Linked DNA regions of Mus musculus: regions 1, 2, 3, 4, 5 and 7 are each linked to region 6. The links are chromatin contacts, called in public HiChIP or PLAC-seq, capture Hi-C and promoter capture Hi-C maps. All regions are on one chromosome and are shown on one strand. The core of a region is the stretch at or near the end of the contact, and the rest is flanking DNA. Distances in the headings are between cores, read along the strand shown.

Region 1 (2,762 bases), core at 106-2,605, 930 kb after region 6:
AAAAAAGAGCAAGTAATTTCTGAGTTCAAAGCCAGCTTGGTCTAAACCAAGTACCAGGACAGCCAGGCTACACGGAGAAACCATCTCAAAAAACCAAAACCAAACAAGAAGTACACAGGCAGCTCTTCCAGAAGACCTAAGTTCAACTCCCAACACCCCATATGGCAACTCACATAAATATAGAGTTCTAGTTCCTAGAATCCAATGATCTCATTTGGCCTCTGCGGCACCAAGCACGGAGTGGTGCACAGTTATGCACGTAGACAAAATGCCCATACACAGACTATAAAATTTAAAAATTACTTAATGTCAAGTGTTGAACCACACACCTCAAGTCCCAGCACTCTGGAAGTCGAGGGAAGAAGATGTAGAATTCAAACCTACACAAAGATTGCACAAAGACAAGCCCACTAGGACTACATAGGGGCAACTTGTCTCAAAATAGCAAAAAAACAAAGTTTCAAAAATAAAAATATTGCCAAATAACTCCAGTTTCCTGCCTCAGAGAGTCAACCAATGTGCCAAGACAGATGTGAAAAAGAACTGCCTACCTGTTTGGTTGAAGGAAGTTTCACACAGAAGCATCTCGCCGGGGCCCCAGTCAAAACACATTTGCTTCTTCTTGGAATTCACACCTGGAATCCACTAGTAAGACATAAGGAGGCACAGGAGCTGTTAGCCCTACAACTGTCCATTCAACTTCCAAGTGTAACTGCGAACACCATACACCAGGCGAACAGCCTAGGTCGTATCCAATGATGCTGTGCACATATTCAGACATATACACACTTAAAAAAACATTTTCTAGGTGCAAGAGGAATAGAATACAACGCGACAGAAACTAGTCTATTGTCTCCCGTGAGAACAAATTATGCATTTATTAAGCCTCGGACTAGGACAGCAGGACAGGGAAAGGCCAACTCATCCCTTGGAGTGACCATGTGGGGCTTACACCAATCTCATTCTAACGCCCAAGGGGGGAAAACTAGAGAAGCAGAAAGGTTATAAAAACAAGGGTGATGCAGTGGGGTTTCCGCGAGCCGGCCAGTATTCACAGGACCTAGGGACCACTATTGCCATAACCTAGTTCCCAGTTAACCTGACATTCGGGATGGTGGCAACTGTGTCCAGGGAAGAAGCGTGCGTCCCGCATGTAGGGAGGCAGCCTGAAATGACCAAAGAAACGTAACCCTCACAGTGCAACAAGCCAAGCCACTCCACTCCGATCGCCCTTACAGTTACTGCGGGCTCGCAGTCGAGCTCCTCCATAGCGCCGTGCCCCCCGCGGCTGGGACCCTGCCGCGCGGCCGCTTCTCTGCGCTCAGGCCTCCCGCTCACAGACAGCTGCCAAAGAGGACCCCCTCCAGGGCGGCTTGCGCAGCGCCTGCAGACCTTAGCGCAACAGATCCCTTCGTCTTAGCCAAACACAGCCCCTTGAAGCCTTTCACACATGTTCCACTATTCTAACCTATACAACACATCATGAAAACGGCTCTAGGGCCCACGGGTCCTCAAGGAATGTTCCCAGTAGATCAGGCGGCGCCACAGACAGTCCCACACTAGGTGAGGGAAAGGTCCCCGGAGATGGCGGGAGAGGCGGTGGCTGGGAGGGTGTGCGCATGCGCAGAAGCGTGCTGGCGCATCTATTTCGATTGGAGAGCTACTCCGTCTCTGTAATCCTACTTTATCTCTTAGCGGTAGTTGTGATCCCTCCCTCCTGGTCTGTTATTAGAATATTCTCAGTCCCTTTTCCGAACTCCGACCAGTATAATGCGCTTATTTTGGAATTAGTCTCGGACACATGACATCCGTAAACAACGGGACTTCAATCTTTTATGTACTGGCAACTTTTCTTTCTTTAGGATTATTCTGAACTATTTCTACCTTAAATTGGTGGTCATACATGACTTGGAAGTAGGGCATAGTAACATAAGCCGGAAGATGCAGCACTTGGGAAGTAGAGACTGAAAAATCGGGAGTTCAGAACCAGCCTTAGCTACATGGCAAGGTTGAGCTCGCATCGGGGCTAACTGAGACCCAGACTCAAAAACCAAACTCCCACAAACTTTAAGGAAATAAAGGAAAACCTTTCTGTCAAATTTTTATCCAAATCCTAATCATCAGTGATTTAGGGAGCTAGAGTGTTGGCTCAGTGGTTAAGAGCATACGCTGTTCTTCCCGGGGAACCTGGATCAATTCAAAGCACTCACATACATGTGGAACAGTCCCAGGCAATCTGATGCCCTCTTCTGGCCTCTGTGGAACCAGGCACACACATGTAGTACACAGACATACACAAAACACCAGTATATATACAATAAAATAAATTTTATAATTAACTTTTTAAAAAAGATTGCATGTATGTGAGTAAACTGTCACTGTCTTCAGACACACCAGAAGAGGTCATCAAATCCCATTACAGATGGTTGGGAGCCACCATGTGGTTGCTGGGAATTGAACTCAGGACCTCTGGAAGAGCAGTCAGTGCTCTTAACTGCTGAGCCATCTCACCAGCCCTTAGTCTGTCTGTCTTTATTTTTTTGTTTGTTTGTTGGTTGGGTTTTTTTTTTTCTGTTTTGTGTGTGTGTGTGTGTGTGTGTGTGTGTGTGTGTGTTTGTTTTTCGATACAGGGTTTCTCTGTATAGCCCTATGCCTCCCTAGTGCTGGGTTTAAAGGCGTGTGCCACCACACCCGGCAAGCCCTTAGTTTTTCAAGACAGGGTTTCTCTTTGTAGCTTTGGCTGTCTTTGAACCTAATCTGTA
Region 2 (2,933 bases), core at 187-2,686, 780 kb after region 6:
CCACCTCTGCCGGGCAGCTCTCCCTTTTGTAACTGGTCATTCTAATATGTAGGTCCCTGGTACTTAGGGCCAGCGTTCTTCTCTTTGAAACTAAGTAGCTCTATCTAAATCGCAAACTGCTGGAGTCATTGGCTTCATCTTTTGCTCTGAAAGGCATTTTCAATTGCAAATGATGTTCAGTAAACACTTGTCGAAAGAACAATTCACTTGCCTTATTTTAGTGGACTCATTATTGTAGCAGAGGCTTGGGTATTCTTAACTGTATTTTGTTGGCTTCTAGAGAACACATTGACATTGGCTGTGTTCTTGCTCTCCTATAATTGAAAAGAGCTTTTGGAACTGAGAGGTACTTCTCCAAGCTTCATCTACTACTCCCCCAAAACCGGCAGCCCCGCACAGGAACCTATCTATGCACTTTGCATCGCACAGAACACGACTTTCTCACGCCTCCATCCATCTCTCTGTTCTGTGCCATTCCGTTTGTTGGCTAAGCGCTTACCCTGGCTCCTGTGCTGTGGAACTCCTACTCGCCCTCCAGTACTCAGTTCCACATCACCTTCTTTGTTAAGTCTTTTATACAGTGGGCTGAGGAACAGAGCCAGCCTTTCTCTATCTTTTTGGCTTCCTCAGCATTCCCCCAAAGAGCTATGTGTAAGTGTTATAGCTGTGTGTGTATGTGTGTGTGTGTGTGTGTGTGTGTGTGTGTGTGTGTGCGCGCGCGCGCGCGCGCGCATGAGGGTGTGTGCAGGTGAATGCTAGTGCTATCAGAGGCCAGCGGCACTAAGTCTCCTGGAACTGGGGTTACAGACAGTTGTGAGCCATCTGGTGTGGGTGCAGGTCCTCTGGAAGAGCAGCAAGCAGTTTTTGACCTGAGAGGTCTCTCCAGCCAAGACATTACTTGTTTACTCTTCTGCTGCTTCTCTCGATTTAACCTCTTGAAGGCCAGGATCTCTGCTCGTTGTTTCATCTTCTTTACCCAGCACAGTGCTTACTTACACTGGGTATGTGGTTCACTGCGTGAACAGACTAATCAAACAATTCATCGAATACTGCAGGTTGCACGAACCAGATCCCCAAACGTTTCTAGAACTGGTCCTCTATTTGGGTTGAGCCATCCTGAGATCTCTCCCCGCTCCTCGGTGCCTCTTTGCTTTGTTTTGGTAGAAAGGACGTGATTAGAGTGTGGAAAGCGCCGTTCCTCTAGAGCAGAGCTGTAATTCACTTGCTCCGGCACGTAGAGGGTTACAACGGCCCAGGGGCGGAGCCGAGTCCGTGCCACCTGCTGCGGGCCGAGCTGACGCATGCGCGAAGCCCCCCTCTAGGCTACCTGCCGGGCGGAGCGGAGGAGGAGCGCTTGCGCTCTGGGCCTTTTCCGCCGGGGGAAGTCTCGCGGGGGCGGGGCGCGGCGGGGCGGGGCCGCGTGGGGAAGTTCTCGCGGGACCCTGGCGAGGAGCGGAAGCTAGGTTGCTCTGTTGCTTCTGCGATCGGGCGGCGGCGGCGGCGAGAGCGAGCGGGGCTGCGGCCGGGACGGCGGTCGGGGCAGCGGGCGCCGCAGTCAGGGAGCAGCAGCGAGGTTGGCGGCTGCGGGCGGCAGCGCAGGGCGGGCCGGGCCGGGTGACGGAGTGGACGGCGCGTCACGGTGAGTGCAGGGGAGCGGGCGGGAAGTGAGCGGGAGCTCCGTGGTCCCCGCGCCGCGCGGCGGCGAGCGGCTCGGGCCCGGGCTGCTCGGGGCTGCCGGGGAGGGCCGCTCGCGGGCCGGGGAAGGCTGGGACCCGAGCGCAGCGGCTGCGCAGCCGTCTCCTCGTTTCCCCTTTTGGGGCGCTTCCTTCCTGGTGCCGGTCTTCCTCCCGCTGGGGGCAGAGACCCGGCCCGCCGGGGAGGTCTGGTGTGGCGGCCGTCCGGCTGGACGCTGGGGAGCCCGGAGCAGCCGAGAGGCGCAGGCTGCTGCTCTGAGTCAGGCTGACTGAGCCCGGGAGGCGGGGGATTCGGTGCCCGCAGCTAACGTGGTGATTGATGCTCCTTTGACCTGCAAGGCCACCACGTCACCGCCTCTTGGCATCTTGCGGTGGAATTGTGTGCGGGAATCCACCGTGACTTAGAATGATTGTTACCCGGACCCGCCGACGGGTCTTTGTGAGAGTTGGGCGCTTCTCTTTTTAGAAGGACTTGAGGGGGAAAAAATACTTGTTGGGGGGTGGGGGGGAAGCAGCAGCAGCAGCGGATAGGAATGCTGGAAGGAAGGAATTTTGGGGAGAGAGCCCCGTTGGTTCCTGCAACACTCTTAGGTCGTGTGGGTTGGTAAGAAAGGGATTTTAGGCTGTGTTCAAAAGCTATAGCAGTGCAGTTTGCCGGGTAGCCGAAGCGCGTTCAACGTCATCTTTCGGTGCTGTTGACACTCAGAAAGAGGCTAGAGAAACTGGGTTTTGTTGTTGTTGTTTTTTTGTTTTGTTTTTTGTTTTTGACTTCTTCACCTCTCTTTCACTTTTCCGTTTTTGCCTTCTGTCTCCATTCTACGCTACTAGGGACACGAAAAGCATCTGTAGCGCCAGTCATTGGTCCCTCCGCCCCCTTTAAAAAAAAATCTACTTCCCCTTCTTGCTGTTCCTCCGTTATAATTTTCAAGTTTCTGCTGGTTTGGGCACTGTTCATTTTCTCCGTCGTTCTAAGATCCCCTTTTCTTTTGGAGGGAGATACCTTCCCTGTTTGCATTCCTTTTTTAACGTCCACTGTATTCATCAGGCAGCCAGGAGGGCTACTTGGGAGCCAGGGGGGCGGGGGCGGGTGGTGGTGTTGGTGGTAGGGGGCTGTTTAAGTTCTCCCCCTGGGAACTAGGAAACTCAAAGGACTGAATTCATCCCTAAGTAAGTGATAGTGACCAGTTCACAAGTGGATTTTGCCTGTTTGCTTGTGTTACTTGTATTTTGGTGTTTTTT
Region 3 (2,842 bases), core at 109-2,608, 620 kb before region 6:
GCATACAGAATCACTCGGGTGCTGGCAAGGGCGGCTTTCTGGGCAAACACCCTTGTGTGTTCAGAGTCATCTAGAACCTTTTGCTCACCTACTTAAAGGAGGAGAAAAACAAACAGAAATATAAAAAGGAAAGAAAGTCCAGTGAGCCCAGTAGTCCCACTGGGGCTCAATCAATAAGGATGTTATTTTACCTAGATACAGTCAAAAGACATTCAAAAGTTCAAAACCCAGTATCTCGGTATCCCAAATTACAGGTGTTTAAAAAAGCAAACAAAAAACCCCTACGCTGATAGACTTCAGAGGATTGCTATCTAGAGCTGCACTTCTACAATGTTTACATTGCTTTAAACAGGTCTGGAACTTTCTCTGGTATGTTTGCTTGGCATAGCACTCGGAAGGAGCAGGTTACGTTGGAAAACCACCTTCCAACAGTTGGAAAACTACAATGGCTAATAACTCTGGGTGACCTCAAGCATGCCGTTCGCCTTTCCTGATTCCATCTGTGTGAGACGATCTTACACTCCCAGCTCTCAAACCAGACTCCTCGGTTCTCCAAACTCAAGCCTTCATTAATCTCGATTCAGGCGCTGACGCGTCCTGGAGCGCAGAGACCGCGTTCCATTCACTCTCGTAAACCTTACAACGCCGGTGCGCGGAGGGGAGACTAAGAATCGTTTATATTTTTTTAATTGAGAAAATTAGTTTTCGGGTATCTCTCAAATAAAAGGAGGATGATTACCGGGTGCTGACGGGTAGGAGAGAAGATGCAAGCACTGCGTGATGCCTTTATTAAGAAACTCTTAACCAAGTGACTACACTGAAGGACCAGCTTGCTCGCCAGCTCCCTGAACTTGGGCCAGATCTTGGCTTGGGGAGGTCTGGTCCAGATCCACGCCCTGCGCGGGCATCCGGAGTGACCACCGCCAAATGGCACAGGAGGCCGGGGCTGCCTCTGTTGCATGATAATTGGTATTTGAAAATCAGCCCAGGGTCGGCCCCGGGGGAGCGCCTCCCTGCAGGCCGGGGCTGGACGGAGGGGGCGGCGGCGGCGGAGGGACCCGGCTGGCTCCGCAGTCTCCGAGATGGCGAGCGCCCCGGGCCGTCGCAGCAGAGGGACCCTGCCAGGGACTGACACCCGGGCGCGCTCCTACCCTCCACGACGACGCGAGCTTACCTCTTGTCAGAAGGACCGGGTCGGGGACGCGGCGCGGTGGCGGGATGCGTTCATGCCGGCGGCTCCCCGAAGAGAGAGCCGTGCCACAGGCTCGGCTGCCGCCGCTCGACCGCCGGTTCCGGGGACAGGGGCCGGGGCGGGAGGGCCGAGGGGCGCGGCGAGGGCTCGAGTGGTTGTTACGGGTGACGGGGAGGGAGGGGCCAGCCCGGAAGAGGCGCGCGTGCGCACACCAGGCCGAGGGGGCGGGGGAAGGAGCAGGAGGCGGTTGCTAGGGAGGGGGAGGGGCGGCCGCCGGGCTGGCTAAGGGCCGTACTGCGCCGGCGCGAGTTACAGATCTGCGCGTGCGTAGGAGGGGCTCAGGACTTGGTCTGCCAGGACTCGGAGCGAGCCCCAGAGGCTCCTTCTCTTGGCGTCAGTGGGAAGGGGGAAGGGCCGTGGCGGCGGGCGAGGCTTCGCAGTTAGCAGCCACAGACCCCAGAAAAGATTCAAATGCGCACTCCAGCCGGAGCGGGAACTGGGACCTCTACGGAATGTCAGCTAAGCCGGCCCTCCAGCTTGAATGCTGCGCGCTTGCGCCGTCTGTGCTTCCTCGTGGGCTTCCTCTTTTTTTTCCTGCACTGCTATAGTGTCTGATTGCATTCTGGCCTAGTAATGGTGATGGAGCGAACAGGGTGGGGAGGAGATGGGTGTAACCCAAGCACCCTTGTCAACACGTCCAGATGGTTGGGGAATGTCTGGCTGTGGGATGGCTCTAAGGGGAGGGACCTCAAGTGGGGTGCTAGGTGTGCCTTGCGTTTCAGCGTCTCCAACTTTAAAATTTAAGAGCCACACACGGAGACATTTAGGGGTCCTGAAGACGGGCGGGTGACAATAAGCGGACACCTGGCGCATCCACCCACACAGAAAAGCTAGTTTTAGAAGCAACACACAATTTCTCCATCAGTGTCACTGTTGTTCCGTTCACATTAGTCACCCCGGATGGCTGTACTTGCACACAAGAGTTTGGGAATTTCCTTCAGGACCTGTTTACCCACCACACAAACATATCATTCATTGCTCGATCACACTTTATTTCCAACTCAAACCGTCATTTTCCAGCACTGCTACCCGCGCTACTCAGGCTGCTGATGACTTATGTCCACGTGTAGGGATCACATTCACCTTTAAAAGATGCTGTGGGAGCTGGGCAGTGGTGCCTTTAATCCCAGCACTTGGGAGGCTGAGGCAGGCAGATTTCTGAGTTCGAGGCCAGGCTGGTCTACAGAGTGAGTTCCAGGACAGCCAGGGGCTACGCGGAGAAACCCTGTATCAGAAAGAAAGGGAGAGAGAGAGAGAGAGAGAGAGAGAGAGAGAGAGAGAGAGAGAGAAAGGAAGAAAGAAAGAAAGAAAGAAAGAAAGAAAGAAAGAAAGACAAACATGAGCTCCTGGTAGGAGTGAATGGCAGCACCCATTGAGATGATCTTATCCAGAACACACCATTCTGACAAACCTATAGATGAACCACAAATGTACAGGAAATAGAGACTGGAAGATGGGGCCAATTCACAGCCTGGAAAGCACAGACCTCGGGGGTACAAAACAGATATAGTCTTTATCAAATGATTTCTAAAGAAAGATGAGGGGAAGTCTAACTGATACCTTAAGAGGAGTTGGGAAATTCACTTAGAC
Region 4 (2,870 bases), core at 167-2,666, 720 kb after region 6:
AATAATACCTAGCGTGTCGGCAGTAAGCATCTGACTGCTGTATAGAAATTGATTCTGGAGTCCAATTTAGGGGAAAGGAGCAGGGAGGAGCACAAGGACTGTGACCTTTATTGCTAATTCGTTCTTCAGGAGGTAAGCCTTCCAAACGGTTGAGGTTGACTCTCTTCCCTGGGAGCTGGCACTTCCTAGCCACTTAAAATAGAAATGTCAAGTGTTTTCTGATTTCTTTCCCTCTTGTGGCCTGGCCAGCCTCCTGCCTGTCTTCTAACCATCTATTGAGGTCTTATACCAAGTGGAATGTGCAGAGGCGGGCGTTCAAGGGCAGTTACCTCTCAAACTACCTGGGGGTACTGATTATCAAAGAGGTAGCTTGTTAATGCAGTGCTCGCCAGACTCTAGGTTCCCCTGCTTGTAATTCTGCCAAGAGAGAAGTGACAGCGAATACAGCCGGTGACATTCCACTGCAGAGTGTCCGGGGACTCTGTCTGAACTGCTAATTCGTTCTCCAGGATGAGCCTACACTGTACAATGGTCTGACTCTGAAAGTGACCGTCAAACTTTTCTATTCCCTCCGTCACTCTTATTTGTTGTTGCTTTAGGTACTGAACCTTCCCCCAAGGCTTTTAACTGTAGGGTTTCGCGGTAGGGAAAAAACAGGGAAACTGCTTTACAGAACTGCAAAGGCTGTGGTGCTACGCTGGCTTCCGAAGCATCTTTATGTGACTCTAAAATCGGGGAAGCACGCCCCAACTGCAACATCGCAGCCTTGCACTGAACTGGAAGTCCCTCGCAGTGTCTAGCAGGCGGGCGGGTGCAGAGATCCCGTCCACTCCGGGCGGCGAGCACAGCGCGCGCTGTGGCAGAAAACCGCCTTTATTTGGGCCGGGGACACCCAGGGGCCTACAAATAAACACTCGTGGCATCAGGATTGGCAGTCGCTGGCCCGGGGCCCAGCCACGGCGGACCTGGGCCAAGGGTTCTTTGTTGGACACAACCTTTATTTCTGACGTGGGACCCCGGCAAGGGGCAAGCCAGGACAGAGAGGGGACATGAGAAAACGAAAACAAACAAACCAAAAAACCCTTGAGGACGTGAGGGAAGGAGCCGGCCCGGAGTTGCAGGCAGGCGCCGGCCGGCCCCTCTCCTCCAGCACAGAGAGACACCCCCTTTGGTGCCACTTGCTAGGTGCACACCCCAGGCGCTCCTCGCCTCGGGTAGGAACTCAGAGGGCGCAGCAGGCCGAGCCCCACGCCCCCTTGCTCCCCACTTCGGGCCGCGGGCCTTCTCGTACTTACCGGGGCCCCCTCGGACGGTCTTCCTCGCCCGCGTCCTCACCCCTCCCTGCCCCCTCCTCACTTCACCTCCCCGCCTCCAGGGGCCGCAGCCATGTCCGTTGTGGGCAACTCTGAGGAGGCTTGCCGCCTTCCCCCAGCAACAGACGCGCAGGCCAACAAGCCAAAGATCCCGACGCTGATTGGTTGAAATTCGAGGTAGGCGGAAGATTCTGATTTGTTATTGGCTGTTTGGTGCGCTCAGCTGTAACCTCCACCGCCCCTCCGGGAGCCTGGCGGAATTGTGTGATTGTTACTCTAAAGCGATCCGGGGAAGCCTGGGTCCTATCTCCGGCACGAAGCTCCCGCGTTTTTAGCGCTATAGAACCAGACTAGAGGCAATCATACAATTTCCTCCCCATTAGTTTACCCACTAAATTTTTCTAGAGCCATGGTCAGGTGATACCTTCTGCCCTTTATTATTTTTTAATGAGGCCCTTGAAAAATCGCCTTATCTGTATTTTCTTCAATTCTTCCTTAATCTTTAAAAGTCCCTCAGTACTAATATTATGGACCAACCAAAGCTGGAGAATCTAAAGCAATACTGTTATTTCACCCTCAGTTCATTTGAAATCTAAAAGGAAAAACAAGCTTGAAAACAACTTTTTTTTTCTAGACTAATTAGAGAAATCGCTTGGGAACCCTCTCTTGGGAAAACAAAATAAGCCTGTGTCAGTATTTACTTCCATTTTCCCAGAGATCTAAGTCTGGAAGGGTTGCTTTTAGAAAAAAAAAAAAAAAGTTTTTTTTTCTGTTTATGAAGTCAGAAAGGGTCATATCTGGTCCTGGGAAAAAAGAGCCCCTTCCTTATAATAATGAATTTAATCATGCGATTACAATCCCTCTTTTCGGCTAGACAAGAAGCCATTTTACTGATTTAACTCTGTTTAAACCAGTTCAGCTGTTACCTTGAACACTCATAGAACCTTGGCACAAACCTTCAACACAAACATCTGTAGTTTATCACTACAGATGGAGAAGTCCAAATCTCTCCACATAACCATAGATGCTCATAACATGATGGAGATAGCCACATAGCCACTTTCAGGGCTCATTGCCACATGGACTCACTACAGTCTTAAACATGCTGGAGTACTTTGTTCAGTAGCTCTCTGAGCTTTTACATTTCTTTGCAGCTAATAACAGCCAAAATGCAGCCAGGCAGTGGTGGCACACGCCTTTAATCCCAGCACTTAGGAGGCAGAGGCAGGAGGATTTCTGAGTTTGAGGCCAGCCTGGTCTACAGAGTGAGTTCCAGGCCAGCCAGGGCTACACAGAGAAACCCTGTCTCAAAACAAACAAACAAAACCCCCAGCCAATATGCAAATACATGCCCGTGTGAAACTTTAGCCCAAACACTCCCTTCCCATGCTGCTTCCCTGTCTGTTGCACAGAACTGGTTAGTTACCTGGGTCTGGGGTCTTTCTACTTCATTCCACAAAACCTGGAGCCCTTGGGGAATCCTGCCTTAGTTAAGGTTACGCTTGCTGTGATAAAACACCATGATCAAAGAAGCATGAGGGAGGGAAGGCTTTATTC
Region 5 (2,856 bases), core at 106-2,605, 950 kb after region 6:
TGGCACATGCCTTTAATCCCAGCACTTGGGAGGCAGAGGCAGGGGGATTTCTGAATTTGAGGCCAGGCTGGTCTACAGAGTGAGTTCTAGGACAGCCAATGCTATACAGAGAAACCCTGTCTCGAAAAACCAAAAAAAAAAAAAAAAAAAACAAAAAAACAAAAAAACCCAAAAACCAGAAAAAGTCTGTACTAAAACTCAAAGAAACAATTAAAATAAAGTTTAATAAAGAAAAAAAGATTAAGGTGTGCTACCACTGGCCTAAGGTGACAGAAAAAAAAAGCCTGTTTTGTGCAGAGTCGAAGGGAGTTGAGTAGGGGTGAGAAACGGGACGTATTACTGGTTTCAGCAAAGGTGACCTTGTGGAGAGTTCTAGTGGAGCTAAGAGGACAACAACAGATTGCAGTGGATTGAGGAGTGAGTGGGAGTTGAGGGGGTGGAGCAGCTGGCATGGGCATTTTTTCAAGCTGTTTGGTCGAGAAGAAGCACTATGGTGGTAATGTAATCGTGGTATTTCCCCCCTCTGTGGGAACACAGTAGTAGAAGAAAATACAGGGGTACAGGAAATAAAAACACCAAGTGAGAGCCACAGGGTGGCATGCACAGCAGAGGGCAGGATTTTCTTCAAATGCGAGGATCCTACTCCTACTTTGTACTGGATTAAGGGACGAAATGATTGATGGGCCCGTGAGCTTCAGGTTGGGTCGGCTCCCCTGATGGACTGTGTTCTCTGGAAGTTGGGAGGCAGGCCACAAGCAAGGAATCCTTTGAGTGGCTATAAGAACAGTTTTCCACAGCAAGAGTAGGGTTCCCAACAGGTTGGAAGACATTTGAGGCTCCCGGGTGGGAAGCTGGTTGATGGGGAAGGACGAAGGGACTGGGAAGTTTGATGTGCAGGGGGGAGTTGCATTTGTCCTACTGAACAGGAGTTTTTCTCACAACCCGCTGCTGCTTTTTTGATGGAGATGCCCCCTTCTACGTGGAGTTGGCCTTCCGTTCTCGACCTAGGCTCACCCCACGTCTAAGGCCACGCGCCTTCCTGTCCTCGCCGAGGACCAGCTGGAAGCCATTTTGATTATGCTCCACCAAAGAAGGAGGACAATACAGCCCCGCCCAGAGCCAGGCGCGCCCCCGCGGCGGGACTGGTGCGCGTGTCCGCGCCTCTTCCCGCCGACCTGGCGGGCGCCTGGCCCAGGCGGCGGAGGCGCGGGCCGTGGGGGGGAGGAGGAGGGGTGGTTATGTAAGCGTTGCGCGCTCCCGCGAAGCGGCAGCCAATGAGAAGCCCCGGATGCTCGTGCTCGCGCACGCAGGGCGGGGGGAGGGAAGCGCACGACGTGCGCGCGCCCTCTGCCTCGTCCACCGCTGCCGCCTCCTCCTGCCGCTCCTGGTGCTGCTTGTGCGCTCCCTCAGTGCGGACCCGGTGCCTCTTTTGTGAAGCGGCAGCTGAGGAGACTCCGGCGCTCGCCATGGCCGACGAGAAACCCAAGGTGAGCTCGCGGCGGCCGGCTGCGCCTCACCGTGCGGACCGGTGGGTGGCGCGGCCCGGGGTCCGGCCGAAGCCCGCCGCGGGCTTCCCTGCCTGCCCGGGGCCCCCCACGGGGCCAGCGGCGGCTCAGGCCCGGCGCTCCGCGCCATTTTCCTCTCTCGCTCTCTTCCTCCCGCCCGCGCCCGAGGAGGCCCGGCGCCCTCCCCCGCCCCCAGGCCCTCGGAGCGCGCGCGGCGCGGCGCGAGGCGGGCAGGCGGCGCTTCGCGGGAGCCCGCGGGCCCGGCGGCCCCGCGCTGGCTCCTCGGCGGCGCCCGGCGCGTGTAAGGAAAGCGTTGGGCGCGCGGGGTCTGGGGCGGCGGCGAAGGCGGGAGTCGTGCGGCCCGGGGTTTCCCTCTCGGGGCTGGGGCCGCGCCGGATCGGTGGTGTGTGCTCCGGCAACCCCGAGTGGGGGATTCCAGAGTCGGTCCGGCTCGAGGCCCAAGGGGCCCGCGGGGGAGGGGCTGCGCTCTCCGCCGTGCGCCCAGAAACCCGCACCCTGGCGGGAACCATGTGGCTTGTTGTGGTTGGAGGCTTAGGTGCGAGCAGAGAGACACGGGCTCAACTTGAGAACGCGCCCTCGGAGGCACGGGCTACTCTTGGCTGCGGACTAGGGGACCAGCATCAGTCCAGGGCAGGGCACTCTCTGGCCCCGACTCTATTTGGAGGGGGACACAGGATGGACGAATCGAATCCTTGGACATAAACATTTGATTTGCTGAACTGCTGTTGGGGTTGCAATGTACGGGAATACTTGCACGAAGACTGTATTGCAGCCATGACAGCAAAGGAGAGGGGGAAAATAAGCTCTGAACTGAAAATGAAGCAGTTATATAGTCGAACGTTAATCGGAAGATGTAAAAAGGGAGACTCGGGATATCCCTCAGTTGAGTGTGTTCGGTTTTTTTTTTTTAAAGATATGTTCATTTGATATCATTGAGCAGAGTTTGCTAACTTTTATCAAGAAGGTAGCAGTAAAATTTGAAATACAAGGTATGGTTTTCTCACTCCCACCCCAAACCGACTCTAGTAGTTGTAGCTTTGAAAAGAGAAAGGACACTGGTGTTTATGGGAAGCGACAAATTTGGGCGATGACAGGAAATAATGCCATTTTAGAAAATTTAACCTCAGATGCATCACAAATTATGCAAGGAGTTTCTAAGTGTATTGTTGCCTTGCTAGTATCAGTGCTTCTGTACCAGACTTGTAACACTTTGTGCAGGGTTTCTGATCTTTCAGCCCAGGGGCTGGGAACAGCTGTATGCTGTTGGAGAGCCTGAGAGAAACCTGTTGATTCTGAAGCGTTCGGGCCCGCAGCTTCTTTAAAGGTGTTT
Region 6 (2,844 bases), core at 73-2,572:
TGTTAATTAAAATTGCAACTTGGGCACGGGAGGGATGGCTCAGCAGTTAAGAGCACTGGCTGCTGTTCCTGAAGACCCAGCAGCCCACAACTGACTCCAAACTACAGTTCCAGAGAATCTGACACCCTCTTCTGGCCTTTGCAGGCACTGTGTATGCACGGTGCACAGACACAGAAAGACTCAATGTTCAGGCAGATTTCTGAGTTCGAGTCCAGCCTGGTCTACACAGCGAGTTCCAGGACAGCCAGGGCTACACAGAGAAACCCTGACTCGAAAAGCCAAATTAAATTAAATTAAATTAAATTAAATTAAAATTAAAATTAAAAGTCGAACTGAAAACAGAAAGCAGAAAAGGGAGATTTATTAAACCTAGCAACATCGGTAAGAGGAACAGAGGAATCCAGAGAAGTCCACAAGTCTGTCCTCCGTCCAGAAGTGAGATAAAAATGTAAGCAGAAGGCCGAGGATTTGCCACCTAAGCCGTCCCTTCCAGGGCAAGGTCCCGACCATCATTGAGACGCCCTTGCATGGGCTTCAACCTCAGCCTGTAAGGTGGTCTGAGAAGTCTCTGGAGCTCTGTGAAAGCTGTTTTTGGGAGTCACGTTTTTTTTTCTCCCAGCATGACATTCCTGAGGTGGGTGGGGGAAGATCTTTACTTCTTTGGGGGTCCGTTTTTCAAACAGTCTGATAGATCGAGAGGCTCAAATGTCTCTTTGGAACGACTTCATCTATTTACACAAAAGTAAATGAACACACGCGCCTTCTGTATTTGCACAAGGCGAACTCATGCGGGCAGAGCGGCTGGCTGGGGTTGAGGGGGACGGGTGGGAGAACTGAGAACAACAACGGGCAGGAGTGCAACCTTGCCTCACGTGCAGACACAGATATAACGTCTAGGGAAGGCCTCCACGTCCAGATTCTGGAGCAGTTAGTTTAAGTGCCCGCAAAAGGGAAAGGGCCGGCTGTCCCTTTTCAAATAAATCCCAGCCTGCGCAAGCGTGGAGGGGAGCGCCGGAGGCTCGTTCATCATAGAGGCGTGAGGCTAGATTGTCTCCGGTCCCTGGGCGGACATCTTAGTTCCTGGCAGTAAATTTGAAAACATTTATAAGTACCACTAAACATGGCTGCACCTCCCAGAATAGTGGACATTAAAATACCTGTCCCCGGAGACTCAAACTCAGGCGAACACGCGAGTCAGCGGCGCCTGTGTCAGAACAGGCTCTCCATGCCATGCCCACCTCCCTGCCCTTTTCCGAGATGGCGGCGGGGGCGGACGCTCTAGCTGCTCGACTCGGTGTCGCGGAGGGGCGCGGCCTGCCGCGGGGTCCGAAGGAGGCTGCGGCGCTCGGCTGCGCCTTCGGTGCGGCTTGGAGATCCGGACGCATCTGTGTCGCGCCTCGTCCCTCTGCGGCCCCGCGCGGACCGCTGTAGCCGCGCCTCGGGCCGGAGGATGCCCAGGAAGCTGCTGCTGCTGCCCCCGCTGTCCGCGTGCTCTGCTCTGCGTGTCCCGCGGGCTCGGCCCGCCGCCTCGCCGGCCATGAACGCAGCCCGCACCGGCTACCGAGTCTTCTCGGCCAACTCCACGGCCGCCTGCACGGAACTGGCCAAGCGCATCACTGAGTAAGCGAGGTGGTCCCCGGGGTGGCCCTAGCCCCTCTCCCCGTCACCTCCACCTTTGCACCCGGGAGCAGCAGGTTTGGGCCGACTCCCCAACCCCGTCCCAGGGCCGCGGCGCACTCTTAACCCTAGAGAGGTTTCCTGCGCTTGCCCTGAATCTGACCATCGCCATTTCCAGGCGTCCCTAAAGCGACAGGCGATGTGGGTCCATCCTAGACCGAAGGGTTAGGACAGTCAGGGAGAAGGGAACTCAGAAGTACTTCGGGCTGGGCGGGGGGAGAGCCGCGATTACAAGTGTGTAGGATCAGTTGTACAAAAAAGTGTTTGCTTAGGGGTGTGTGCGTGTGTTAACCACTGACCTCAGGGGACCGTGGGGGCCCTGAGATGTCTTTCCAGGCTTGTTTGTTGTTACCGATGCTGGATGGATGAAGGACGTGATTTTTTTTTTTTTTTTTAAACCTTACTTACAAACTGTGGGTGCTTCTATGGGGAAGGGATGGGAGCGTGAGCCTGAACTTTGCGGAAATCATGGAGAAGAATCCTGCAGAGCAGAGCCTCCCGGTGCCCTGCTGATAATAACCGGTCTACTTAAAGGCCCCTTTTCAATTTTGGAGAAAACTAGAGCCCTGGTATAAAGAGCCTTAAGGGCCCTTTGTGAAATAAGCTTTTTAGTAATATGTATCGTTTCTCTTCTCCTTTATGGGACAGAGCTTTATCGTAGCTCCTGCTGGCCTGGAACTTAGTGAATGGATGAGGCTTGCACTCTCAAGAGTTCAAGCCGGGAGATCTGCCTGCTTCTGCCGCGGGAACACCACACCCATCATGGGCTTTGGTTTCTGAGATAAGGTCTTATGACCCTGGTCACACTCTAAATGGTGTGATATTTCTGGCCTTGGCCTTTCCGATGCTGGCAGTTCAGGTGCGCACTTGGACTCCCTGGCGTAAATGACTTGACTTTGAACATTTAAAGTCATTTTCATATTTCAAAAGTTCTTAGCTCCACCTGTTTTATTATCAGTTGGACTTTGAAGTGGGTTTAGGAGATATGTACAGGGAGACAGTCAGTCTCTCCGGTTTCTGTTTCTTTTCATGATTTATTTATCGTGTATACAATGTTCTGTCTGCATGTGTGCCTGAAGGCCAGAAGGGGGCGCCAGATCTCATTACAGATGGTCGTGAGCCACCGTGTGGGTGCTGGGAATTGAACTCTGGACCCCTAGAAGAGTA
Region 7 (3,197 bases), core at 583-3,082, 890 kb after region 6:
ACAGGCCGAGATTATTTGTTCTTGTTTTGAGACAGGGTTTTCCTGTGTAGTCCTGGCTGTCCTGGAATTCACTGTGCAGATCACGTTGGCCTCAAACTCACAGAGATCCACCTGCCTCTGCTTCCCAAATGCTGGGATTAAAAGTGTGAACTACCACCACCCAGGCAAGAACTTTTTTTTTTAATGTTGACAGAATGGGAAACTTCTGGGGACTCTGTGTAGCTCTGGCCGGGGTGAAACTAGCTTTTGACCATCCTGGCCTCAAACTTTTCCCAACTCTGCCTCTTTTATTGTTAGGTTGTCCCCCCACCCCACCCCAAGACTGGATCTTAATATACAGCTCTGGCTGTCTGGAACTCAGAGATCTGCCTACCTCTGGCTCTGTTTTGATTGTTTTTAAGACAGGATCTCACTAAGTAGCTCTGTTCCAGAACTCACTCTGTAGCTCAAGCAGGCCTGACTTATCTCTGCTTCTCGAGTGCTGGATTCAAATGCCTTCTCCAGCGATGGGATTTGAGGTGGGCACCACCAATCTCAGATCTTGGAAATTTTAATGGCAGGAATAGAAACCTGTTTTCTAGTTTTGAAGCCATGGTGTAAAACGCAGACACCAAGCCTGAGGGAAAAGAAAGACAAGCTGAAGAGGAAGAAGCGGCCTTACCTGAGCCATGAGAGACCGGGCCAGAACTTTGTTGCCTCCCTTCATCATCATGTTGGTGAATTTGCTTCAAGGAGAAAAACATGGTTAGCTTTCCCGGGCTGTACTCCGGATCCCTCAGCAGAAAACTGCCCCAGGTGAGTTCCAGCCCACAGCAGAGGAGCATTTGCGCCAAACCTGATGACCGGGTCTGCGAACACCGAGCTGGTTTCAGTCGCGGCCGCAGCTTTGATAAACTGGGTTTTCTTGAGCTCCTGGTCATACTTCTCCTCTTCGGTGAGTTCCGCCACCGGCTTGCGGTAATATTCCTTGTCAATCAAGGGCTCCCGGAATTCGGGGGCATAGCGGCTCCCCCTCACCTGTGTGAGCCTGGGAGTGGGGCGAGGAGGAAGCAGACAGAACCCTACGGGTGAATCTGTGACTCCACAAAAGTGAACAAGCTTGACTTAACAGTAAGCCGCAAGTGCCATCACGCTGACGAGGGACGGTGGCGCTGGGACCGCCTGCTAACCTGACAGCAGTTCTGACCCTTGTCCCAAGAGGTAGGCAGCCCCCACCCCGAAACTGGCCACTGTTCCGTCGCAAGCCAGTTCTCCGATCTCTAGCAGGGCCGCACTCTCGGCTCCGGGTAGAACCGATCTAGGTCATCCCGGCCTGTCAGGCATAGGACAGGGTACTAAGCCCCCAAACCGGCCCGTTTAATGGCTGGAGTCAGCCATCTCGGCGCCCCGAGTTAGTGCCCTCCCGCGCCAGAACTCAGCGCAGCTCGCCTGCGGCTTCTTTCCTTTCCCCAGGTCCTCCCGTGAAGGTCCGAGCGGCGGTCCCGGCTACGCGCTGCCTTCTCACCCTGGAAGGTTCCAGACGGCGCACCTCACTCCCAGGGCCAGCCCGGACCAGCGAAGCGGAGCGCGCAGCGCGGGGGCAGCCATCTTGGCCGCTGTCAGGACCTCGGAGGGCTGCCCACAGCGCGCCTGCGTGAGTGAGCGACAGGACACGGATGAGAGCCTGCGCACTTTCCTCGGGCGTGGGTTTCCCTTCAGAGGTTCCCTCTGAGGAAGAAGCGAAGACACATCCTCGCCCTCGCGGCCTCCGACGCGGTCCGGCGCGCCCGTGGACCGCAGCCCTCGGCGCGCTCAGGCCCCCATGCGGGCCCCGCCCCCGCCCTGCTCGCGCAGAACCTCGCGAGGCTTGAGGGCGCAGGGCCGGACCGGGCGGCTGCAATATGGCGGAGGCGGAAGGGGAGAGCCTGGAGTCCTGGCTGAGTGAGTATCCGGGGCCGCCTCTACCTGACCTCCAACCACGGGCCTGCCTCCTCCCTCCCTGCGCCATCCCCTCCGCCGCGGCGGCCCGCGGCAGTCCACACCCGGCGTCGCCTCGCGGCGAGCATCCGGCGCTCACACCCCTTGCGAGCAGCGGCCCTTCCCCGCCGCGCGTCCTCAGGCTCCCGCGGGTGACACCTGCAGCGCGAGATCCTGCAGGCCCGGAAAGCGACACCCGGGCGCCTTGGGCTGACAGGCGGGCGTCGTGGGGAGGTTGAGGTGGGGCTGCACCCAGCCTGTGCTCTGGGACCGGGCATTGGACAGGTCCCTCGGGGAGGGTTGAGCGGTGCCACGCCGCACACACAACACAGCTGGCAGCTTCCAGAGTGGGACCATCCTCAGTGAGGATGCTGGAAGTGAGAATTCATTTCCAAAGCGCGACTACAGGGAACAATATACCACGAAGCGTGCTAAATATGTACTGAAGGAACACACATGCGCGCACACACACACACATATATGCACGCACTCATTTTAACGAGATAACCCGCTCTTGAGTAACTCAAAAAACAATGACTGCTGCTATATCGACGTGTTGCTATCTTTACTAATTTGTACATTGCTCCAAAGGAATAAGGTTTAACGTTAGCGGACAGTTCATCCAGGTTATTTAGTAAGGGTTAATAAGGCTGGTTAATCACGCCTTATCAAGGGTCAATAAATTAACTTTACTAAGGGCTAGCCCCGGGAGAGCCTCTGAAATGGAGACGAATCAGGTAAGACGTCTTTGTAGAGCCCTGAGCTGGAAATCCTTTACGGAATACAGTTGTCTCTTTGATGTCTTGAGTGTTGTTCCTAGAGGCATGGCCTTCCTTAAGAACTACTGTTCAGGAGATTGAAATTAGCTTTAAGGGAAGCTACATCCCAAAAGAAAAGTAAGATCACAGTTGCAGTGTCTGATGTTTGCGGGCAGGGCATAGAGCCATCTCCCTATATGTGACAGTTCTCTGGGGAGTGTACAGTGCTGGATTACAGGCATTGGCTAAAATCATTTACCCAAGGATCCCAGTGTCCAGTCAGCTGTGTATAGACCAGGCTGGCCTCGAACTCACTGAGATCCTCCTGCCCCTGCCTCCCCAGTGCTAGGATTAAAGGTGTGCACCACCACGCCCAGCTCCCCTTCTTGAAAGATGAAAATAATTGGAATTGTAGACCCAGTATCTCACTTAATGAAACAGGTTCTGTGGCCACAATTCAAAGAGGACATTCTGCCTCCACTC

Evidence for each region. Promoter capture Hi-C pulls out the DNA fragments that hold promoters and counts their contacts. HiChIP or PLAC-seq counts read pairs in DNA pulled down with a chosen protein or histone mark. Capture Hi-C pulls out chosen DNA fragments and counts their contacts.
Region 1: a promoter capture Hi-C map of pre-B cells shows a contact between it and region 6, with 4 times the contacts expected there. The contact joins the promoter of Nup85 here to the promoter of Prpsap1 in region 6.
Region 2: a contact with region 6 is called in a promoter capture Hi-C map of pre-B cells, with 7 times the contacts expected there. The contact joins the promoter of Grb2 here to the promoter of Prpsap1 in region 6. A contact is called at or near these places in 5 of 39 promoter capture datasets (the C10 cell line, embryonic stem cells, hippocampal neurons and 2 more) and 1 of 115 datasets of contacts at active chromatin or transcription factors (bone marrow-derived macrophages).
Region 3: a contact with region 6 is called in a capture Hi-C map of embryonic stem cells, with 4 times the contacts expected there. The contact joins the promoter of Sec14l1 here to the promoter of Prpsap1 in region 6. A contact is called at or near these places in 1 of 115 datasets of contacts at active chromatin or transcription factors (microglia) and 1 of 9 other capture datasets (embryonic stem cells).
Region 4: a promoter capture Hi-C map of pre-B cells shows a contact between it and region 6, with 9 times the contacts expected there. The contact joins the promoter of Tmem94 here to the promoter of Prpsap1 in region 6. A contact is called at or near these places in 4 of 39 promoter capture datasets (the C10 cell line, hippocampal neurons, liver and 1 more).
Region 5: a promoter capture Hi-C map of pre-B cells shows a contact between it and region 6, with 6 times the contacts expected there. The contact joins the promoter of Sumo2 here to the promoter of Prpsap1 in region 6. A contact is called at or near these places in 1 of 39 promoter capture datasets (pre-B cells), 1 of 115 datasets of contacts at active chromatin or transcription factors (astrocytes) and 1 of 9 other capture datasets (liver).
Region 7: an H3K27ac HiChIP or PLAC-seq map of microglia shows a contact between it and region 6, with 6 times the contacts expected there. The contact joins the promoter of Gga3 here to the promoter of Prpsap1 in region 6. A contact is called at or near these places in 2 of 39 promoter capture datasets (liver and pre-B cells) and 3 of 115 datasets of contacts at active chromatin or transcription factors (bone marrow-derived macrophages, embryonic forebrain and microglia).

What each region holds. Positions count from the first base shown.
Region 1 is chr11:115,563,037-115,565,798 of GRCm38.p6, reverse strand. It overlaps Nup85 (nucleoporin 85), which reads right to left and starts at 1,355. Exons shown (of 19, transcript NM_001002929.4): 1 at 1,237-1,355; 2 at 552-645. The coding sequence starts at 1,269.
Region 2 is chr11:115,707,100-115,710,032 of GRCm38.p6, reverse strand. Grb2 (growth factor receptor bound protein 2) reads left to right here and starts at 1,436. Exons shown (of 6, transcript NM_008163.4): 1 at 1,436-1,639.
Region 3 is chr11:117,113,684-117,116,525 of GRCm38.p6, reverse strand. Sec14l1 (SEC14-like lipid binding 1) reads right to left here and starts at 1,358. Exons shown (of 16, transcript NM_001166506.2): 1 at 1,175-1,358.
Region 4 is chr11:115,763,979-115,766,848 of GRCm38.p6, reverse strand. Tmem94 (transmembrane protein 94) reads right to left here and starts at 1,416. Exons shown (of 32, transcript NM_028014.3): 1 at 1,296-1,416.
Region 5 is chr11:115,534,729-115,537,584 of GRCm38.p6, reverse strand. It overlaps Sumo2 (small ubiquitin-like modifier 2), which reads left to right and starts at 1,355. Exons shown (of 4, transcript NM_133354.2): 1 at 1,355-1,487. The coding sequence starts at 1,467.
Region 6 is chr11:116,488,824-116,491,667 of GRCm38.p6, reverse strand. It overlaps Prpsap1 (phosphoribosyl pyrophosphate synthetase-associated protein 1), which reads left to right and starts at 1,322. Exons shown (of 10, transcript NM_026364.1): 1 at 1,322-1,620. The coding sequence starts at 1,451.
Region 7 is chr11:115,602,551-115,605,747 of GRCm38.p6, reverse strand. It overlaps Gga3 (golgi associated, gamma adaptin ear containing, ARF binding protein 3), which reads left to right and starts at 1,832. Exons shown (of 17, transcript NM_173048.3): 1 at 1,832-1,920. The coding sequence starts at 1,881. It overlaps Mrps7 (mitchondrial ribosomal protein S7), which reads right to left and starts at 1,608. Exons shown (of 5, transcript NM_025305.3): 1 at 1,505-1,608; 2 at 836-1,027; 3 at 662-725. The coding sequence starts at 1,587.